Regions from separate parts of the Mus musculus genome. Here region 1 is linked to region 2. Evidence: chromatin contacts called from public promoter capture Hi-C data. All regions are on one chromosome and are shown on one strand. Each heading gives the region's core, a stretch centred on a gene start, on an enhancer-like site or on the middle of the called end of the contact. The rest is flanking DNA. Distances are from core to core; before and after follow the strand shown. Region 1 has its middle 3.7 kb from the start of Gm31889. Region 2 holds the start of Rell1 (RELT-like 1).

Region 1 (3,890 bases), core at 382-2,881, 910 kb before region 2:
AGCCAGGGTAATTAAAAACAAATTAAAAGCTTATATCATTTATTCAGTCCCCTTGCATCTCTCAGTCTGGAAGAAAGGAATGGATTTCAGGGAATAGAGTCTGGGAGAACAAAGCCTCTTTAACAATGGGGGCGACTTAAGAAAAGAGACACCTGCTTGTTCTCTCTCAGCATCCCTGTTTGCTTCCATGTGTCAAAGGGAAGCAAGCATTCTGGCGCCCGGCATGGTGTGCCACGCAGATTTGAGTGGTCCCGTATGATTCACTTGAATTTCCCAGGCCGTGTCTCCTTTCTGCAAAGAGCTGGTGAAACTAGACCAGCGGTATCCACCAGTGCTTTCTGAGTCAACAGAACTCCTGTGAAGCCGGCATGAGTGAGCTCTTCTCCCAGGCAAGCCCAGCTGAGCAGTGAATTCTAACAAGTCGGTCCTGACACGTGACACCTCTCTTTGCAACTCCTAGTGGCTACCCTGTGTAGGACTGTCCATGCAAAACTGATGCAAACGTGGCTTAAGAGTTCATTCTTGAACCAAACGTGAGTTACCATGATGCAGAGACATGGATGCTGTTGCTCCAAACAGCGTCCTGCCGTGGAAGGAGTCACGTGAGACTTTACTAGTTACGGAACAAAGACCATCCTGAATCAAGGCACCAACCAAGTACCCTGGCACTTCTCTGCAATAGGTTTCCGCTGCTGTCGGATGGTTTTCTTAGCGTTTGCTTCGATGAGGCTAGTGGTCTGCTAGTAATAGGATCCAAAGGTCATACTTGAGAAGTCAAGGGAACTGTAAGCAAGTCAAAGACAGAGGAGTGGAGCAACTACTAAGGTGACTAACAGTAATCCAAGCTCATGTGGTCAGGATCTGCACCAAGTCTAACTCCACAGCTACAAAGTTCTCATCAGCATTTGACCTTGTAGAATATTAAACAATGACTTGTGCCCCTTCCTTTATTTTACCCTGGGAACTTTCCCTAACAACCCCTCACCCATCTCTTCTCAACTGGCTCAACCCCATGGCCGCCACATAGGTAGGGGTGTGTGAACGTTTCCCAGCAGCACTGGTCTCTCTCAAAAGCACCACTGAAAACCAGAAGAGCATATGTGGCTGGTCAGTACCCCAGGGTCTGCAGCAGTGGCTGCGGACAGGAGGCCAGTGTGGAAGTCACAGCTCACACTTCTCCACGGGTATCTTCATAGACATAAGTGACCTGCTCCTCCAAGCTTGGCATCAATTCCCTGAAGACCATCCCGTGATCTAGATCCTGGCTTGCTCCTTTCCCACATCGCCGGAAGCACCTTAGCTCTTAGTGCATCTCCGGAATGGGGCTGTTGTTAGCTTTTGTGCTCATGGAAAACCCATCCTTTCTCTCATTTTGTGGTCAGGAGACATGGCTTTTCTTTATGAACCCCAGGAGCTGCCAAAGTCCCTGCTCCTCAGAGGTGATGGAGTTTTCCAAAAATGGGAATCAGCGATCTTTCCAGTTTCATAGTCTCTCCTCACTTTCCACTCCCCACCGTGAGGCAGTTTTGCTTTTTATTTTTTTCTGTGCTGAGAACCAAAGCGGGGGAGGGCAGAATCCACAAGGGCCTCAATAGTGAGATCATTGCCAAATGTTTGACTCCTGCAGCTAACTTATAAAAAAAAAAAAAAAAGTCCTGGCTTCTCCGGCTGCTCTCCCTGAAGTCTGTCACCAGGCTGCAAGGAAGCATAAACTGGCCTGCTACACTTCAGTGTGGCATGTGTGTGAGTGTGTGGTGTGCTTGTGTGTGCATTTGTGTTAAGTGTTGCATGTGTGTGAGAGTAAATGGGAGAGTGTGTTTGGGCATGCTTGGGTGAATGTGTGTGTGTGTGTGTGTTTGTACGTGTGTGTGAATGTGTGTAAACGTGTTCATTTGTGACTATGAATGTGTGAGAATGTGTGTTTGTATGTGTGTATATACACGTGAGTGTATGAGTATGCGGGTGGCATTTTGTTTGTGTGAGAATATGTTGGGTGAGTGTTGTGTGTAAGTGTATTTGTGTTAGTGAAATCTGGAGGGTGTGCTTTTGTGAGAGTATTTGTGTGTGGGGGTGAGTGCGTAAATATTTCTCTAAGAGTGTGCCTTTATGTATGTAAATAGTTTATTCATGTGTGCCATATGTATAGTTTGTGTATCTGTATTTGTGTGTGTTGAATGGAACTTAATAACAGATGGACTGTTCTTGAGGGTGGTCTTGCTCAGATGTTTCTTTCGGATACTCTAATTTGCTAGACTGTTTGGGTCTTTGACTCTAGAGCACTGGTTCTCAACCTTCCTAATGCTACAACCCTTTAATACAGTTTCTCATGTTGTAGTGACCCCCAACTGTGCGGTGGTGGACCATATGAGGAAGCCTGGTAAGGTCGAGCTAAGACTTGAAGCCCCAGGGACCCTGAAGGGATGGTAGGAGCCTTGCCTTCTCCCAGCACCAGGCCCCTGTCACATAGCCACAGTCCCCTCATATGAGAAGTGTGGCCATCAGTCCCATAGGGGCAGTGTTCACAAGTCCCTCACAAGTCTTTGAAACACAGGGTTTCAAAGAACAGGCTATATAGCCTGTTACCCACTCAGAAGGCTGGGAACAGATGTATTTAATAGCCTGGTGACTTATTTCACTATCTATGTGGCCAAGACGACACTGGATCTTCCCCCAGATCCTTATTGTAAACATGTCAATCTGTCAATCGAAGAACCTATCTTTATGGAAGGTGTCACATGCTCTCAATCTATAGAACTCATCTTTATGAAAGATGTCAAGTGTACGCTACAAAGAATTTCAATGTAGTCCTAAGTACACAAGACTGAGCTAATTATCACCAGTTTCCCCCACTTTTGCTGTGCTAAAATAGACCTGAAATAAACCACTCAAGGTCACACTCCTGAAGTTTGAACCTACACTGTCTATTTAGTCATGTTCAACTGCTTTTCTTGGCCATGCAGGGAGATTCCACAGCCCCTTTCTTGATTCTTGACTCTACACCTAGAACCATATGGCTAAAGATGCCAAGTTCTGTGGTTTGATGGGTCTTGAGCTTTGCTCCTTAGTTCAAGTACATGTACATCAGCTTTCTGTGGGCAATGGTTCCCATTGCTGCTTAGGTTTTCCTTTAATTCCCTTTCAGAGGTTGGAAGCTGAGCTGGATGGAGTCTCACCCTGAGGTCACCACACCCTTCATTCCATTTAACATCAGGTTTTACTTTAAACGTTTTATCTCCTTGAGCACTGGAGTTAGCTCCTTTTCTTCTTAAACTGGATATTTTGTATTTCTCTTTATCCAGTTTTCTCCTTTTCATTATAGCTCTGCATAAGAGTGGTTATTAATAACCACAGGACTCAGTCAATAATAGGCTGTCTTGGAATCTCCTCAGCCAATGCCATTGATCCAAAACTCATCAATTTAGCCTCAGGCAGATTTTTAGAACAAGGGCAAAAAGCAGCCACATTCTTTGCCAAAATACCACCGCAATAGAGTCTCTACACCAGCTGTATTCCACCCCTCAGAAGACTCTAGGCTGGACCCACACTGCTCTTAGCACTACTGTTTCCCAAGCTTCTCCCAGCATGACTGTGAAGGCTGCTCTTGGGTGTCAACTTGACCACATCTGGAAGGAATTACAACACAGAAATGGAGGGTACACCTGTGAGACACTATTTTTGCTTGGTTTGAAGTGGGCAAATCTACGTATAGTCCAGAACTCTGAGTTAGGAAGACACATGCCTTTTGATCCAGATCTTGAGATAGGAAGACGCGCATCTTTGATTTGGATCTTGAGGTGGGAAGACACACCTTTAATCTGGGCCACACCTTCTGCTGGAAGCCTATATAAGGACATGAAGAAGGAAGCTTTTGCTCTATGCCTGATGTTCCT
Region 2 (3,864 bases), core at 1,181-3,680:
AATCAAAAATGTGCTCAGGGTGGCCTCCCTGCTGAAAACTGCACCCTGCTTACAAGCTTTGTCACTTTAAACTAGTCAATTGCTTAATGGTGTGAGGTTGACCTCTGACCATTCAGAGTGAGGCGCAGGACCCCTTTTGTTTAGGAATAAAAACCCTGCAGGGCAGCCACTGGGTGTGCTTGCCAGCTTGATCTGGCCTGGCTTCATACCCTTCTGCTGAGGCAAAACTTTTGGTGTTGCCAAAATGCTTTGGATTGTGTGCATTTCCCTGGGACCCCAGACCCCTTTCCGGCACTTAGCTCAGTATTTCCAATGAGTGATGCAGCTGGTTTGGTGACTGTTGATAATTTGTCCTTCAGTTTCTAAGCCCAGGATTCTCTCCTCTAATAGTTAGATAACCACATGAATGTTTGTTCTATTGCTTACTTTGTAGGGTTTACTATTGCTGTGATGAAACACTGTGACCAAAACAACTTGTGAGAGTGTCTTAGTCACTGTTCTATTGTTGTGGAGAGACACCATGACCATAGCAACTCTTATAAAGGACAACAATTTATTGGGGCTGGCTACCGTTCAGAGTTTTAGTTCATTGTCATCATGGCTGGAAGCATGGTGGCATGCAAACACCCGTGGAGAGGCAGCTGAGCGTTCAGATCCTCAGGCAGCCTTAAACCAGTATGCCTGGCTTGAGCTTCTGAGATATCAAAGCCCAATCCCCAGGGACTTACTTCCTCCATCAAGGCCACACCTCCTAATAGTGTCACTCTCTGGGGACAAGCATTCAAACACAGGAGTCTATGGGAGCCAGTCCTATTCAAACCACCACAGGGAGGAAAGGGCTTGTTTGGCTTACACTTCCACGTTGCTGTTTAATTATCAGAGGAAACAAACCGGGAACTCAAGCAGGGTAGGAGCCTGGAGGCAGGAGTTGGCCCCCAGACCGTGGAAGGGTGCTGCTTATTGGCTTTGTTCCTCGTGGCTTGGACAGTCTGCTTTCTTACAGAAACCACAATCGGCTGGGCCCTCCCCCATCAATCACTCATTAAGAAAAATGCCCTACAGACTTGCCTACAACCTGATCTTATGGAGATATTTTTTTCCAATTGAGGTTCTCAGACAAATCTCTAGTTTGTGTTGAGTTGACAAACAAAACAAAACAAAACAAAAAAAAAACTGGCCAGCACAATGTCTTTCCTCTGCATTCTTTCTCAGACCTTTCCCTTTGATACATTTGTCAGACTACAGGATGTGCCACAAATTGTGCATAGGATCCATAGTTCCTGTCTTTGACTCAAAGGGCAGGGCCTCCAACCTTCAGCTTCTCTCCCTGGTAATTCTCACATCATTGCTATTTGTAACAGAAGGGTGGAGGGTGTTAGAGAGGAGAAATAACTCCCCCTTGAGCATTAGAGGCCACCAGTCAGTTTACAGAAGGGGCTGAAGACCCACCCTCCATTCAGCTCACATCTGTCAGGACTGGGCTTTAAGGACCTTGTGTGGAGTCTCCACGGATTAGTTAAAACGAGGCTATTGGTTAGTTAAAAGGAAGCTAGTCAGAAAAAGGTACATTCCCCTTTAACAACTACTTCTGCCCTCTTAGTGCATGCTGTCCTTGAGCCAGGAGCTGAGATTAAACCTGCAAGCAAACACTGGAGATACATGGATCATGGTGGCCCAGGTCATGCAGACTTCATGAGCTCACTTCCTGGCCGGTGACATGGGGATAATACTCACCTTACCGAGCTGATGTGAGGATATGAAGACAGAAGTGACTGGAAAGTTGAAGAATTGTTCCAGGGGAGTGTTTGCAAGATGATTAAAACAAAACCCAGTCCAACGCAAGCAAACAACCAGTGTGTGGGGACGTGTTCCTCAATAGAAGTAGCTTAGACAGAATGGGATGGGGACAATTAAAAAAGTTTTTTTTTTTTAATTTATTCTCCTTAATGTTTAAACGATCAACCATGACTTTGAACGTAGCATTCCTTCCTAGACCACTAACGAAGGTTAATTAACTGGGTAAAGACTCCGATTGAGAAAAAAAAAAAAAACATCGCGCCATTCTGAAACTGCTGGTCCTGTCTGCTCTCCATCCTGGGCTTCCTGGCCTAACCTCTGCCTTCCTCTTCCCGCATCTGACTAGTCCCAGGACCCAGGAGAAGGGAGTAACCCGCCCCAGCCTGAGGCTCCCGCGCAGACCCGCCACTTGGCTGGGCAGGGTTAGCCCGCCCAGCAGAGGAGGCGGAGAGGGTCAGCAGTGGGCGGGGCTCGGGGTGGGGCCACGGCTTGGGCGCGCGGCTGACGCGACCCAAGGGTTTAGAGGGGAAGCGGGAGTGACAGGAGAGGCGCGGCCTGGACTCGGGGGCGGGGTCATGCGTGCGGAGGCGGGTCCAGGCTTCAAGGGACCGGGGCGCGGCGATCAGGGGCGGGGCTTCCGTGCGGTGGGCGGGGTCCTGGCGGGTCCAGGCTGAGCGGGTAGGGGCTCGCGGGGGCCGAGCTCCTGCATTCAATCCACCCGGCAGCCCTCGAGCTGCACCGTCTACCCCGACCCGGGACGCCGCGGCCGGGGCGAGGAGGGCAGAGGGACGCGGCGATGGCTCTGTGGGGACTCCCGGGGTCCGCTGTGCTTGCTGCTTCAGTGTTCGTGGGAGGCGCTGTGAGTTCGCCGCTGGTGGCCGCCGGTGAGTGCTTTGGTCCTGGTCGGGACGCCTGGTGAGTTGGGTCTGCGCACGGAAGGGAGCCAGGGGCTCGACGAGTCGGTCGAGCCCACAACCCCGCCGCGCCCTGAGTTGCGCGCGCCCTGCTGTGCTACCGGATCTGGCTCTGAACATCTGGGTGTCCCGGGGTGGCCCGGGCAGGGTGCGGCGCGCAGCGCGGCTCCAGTCCTTCCCCACCCGCCTGCCGGGGTCCCGCCTTCCCTCCCCGCCGCTTCTAAAAAACGGCGGGACCCCAACTCGGATTCTTCAGGATGTCGCTTTCCTGGGATGCCTTCTCCCTAGCCGTGGACCCCTTTCTACTGTCCTGGTCCTCAGAGGCCTCACCAGGCGAATATCTTGACACCCGGGATAGGGTTCTGCTTTCCAGCCTCCTTCCTCGCTTTATTTTCTTCTTTCCTTTTCATTATGTTAAAGCCTTGAAAGTGCCAGTCTTTGCAGGTGGTTATGGATTCTTTTAGTAAGTCGGGAATTTCTCACTCCTTCCCATACATGCTGGATAAATTAGGCCGGGAAAGAGGAAAGACATCTATAATGTATACTGCTTTTTCTTTGTATCAAATCCTGTCATCACAAAAGGAACCTCTGTGGTCGGGGTGGAAGCCACCAAGCCGAGACGCTGAGTGCTGTCTTCAACTACAAGCCATCAGCGGGAGTTTCTAACTGAAATCTAAGAGGTCTACCTTTTACTTAAGGACGCCTTTGCCTTGTGCTCCTGTTTTTATAAGGCACACACCAGGGATTCTTAATAATTGTTTCCCCCTCTTAATTGCCACCTCGCTGCAGTACTTAAAAAAAAAAAGTTAAGCCTTCCTGGCCGTTTGGGGTTACCACAGGCTGATTCTTACGTCAGCAGGCTCTGCCAAGCTTGCCTTCAGGGGTGGCTCCTCTTCAGGCCCAAATAATAAGCAGCTGGAAGGCTTCCAACGGTGACTGTCTTCTCTATAAAATATACGTGCTGCTCTTCTTTTTGGAGAATGTTCTAGTCACTCGGAGCTTTGGAGCCTGCTTCTCATTTGTCCTTTACTTTTTCATGGGCATCAGAACGAGCTAGCAAGGGAACAGGATAGATAGACGATGTGTCTCCTGGGTATTTATTAGCAGATCCGCATTTCCTTCAGCCATCTACCCAGGGGAAAGGGAAGCTGGT

The links. Promoter capture Hi-C pulls out the DNA fragments that hold promoters and counts their contacts.
Region 1: a promoter capture Hi-C map of cranial neural crest shows a contact between it and region 2. The contact joins the enhancer-like site here to the promoter of Rell1 in region 2. A contact is called at or near these places in 4 of 39 promoter capture datasets (the 3T3-L1 cell line, cranial neural crest, hippocampal neurons and 1 more), 1 of 484 Hi-C or Micro-C datasets (myocytes) and 3 of 115 datasets of contacts at active chromatin or transcription factors (astrocytes, embryonic forebrain and embryonic stem cells).

What each region holds. Positions count from the first base shown.
Region 1 is chr5:64,873,947-64,877,836 of GRCm38.p6, reverse strand. No RefSeq gene overlaps it. Among named protein-coding and RNA genes, the nearest start is that of Gm31889, 3.7 kb to the left of the region's middle. RefSeq lists an enhancer at 1-1,053. Within about 2 kb of position 1,631, at least 39 of the 459 cell types and tissues checked have an H3K27ac peak or open chromatin away from gene starts, as enhancers often do.
Region 2 is chr5:63,967,463-63,971,326 of GRCm38.p6, reverse strand. Rell1 (RELT-like 1) reads left to right here and starts at 2,430. Exons shown (of 7, transcript NM_145923.4): 1 at 2,430-2,681. The coding sequence starts at 2,594.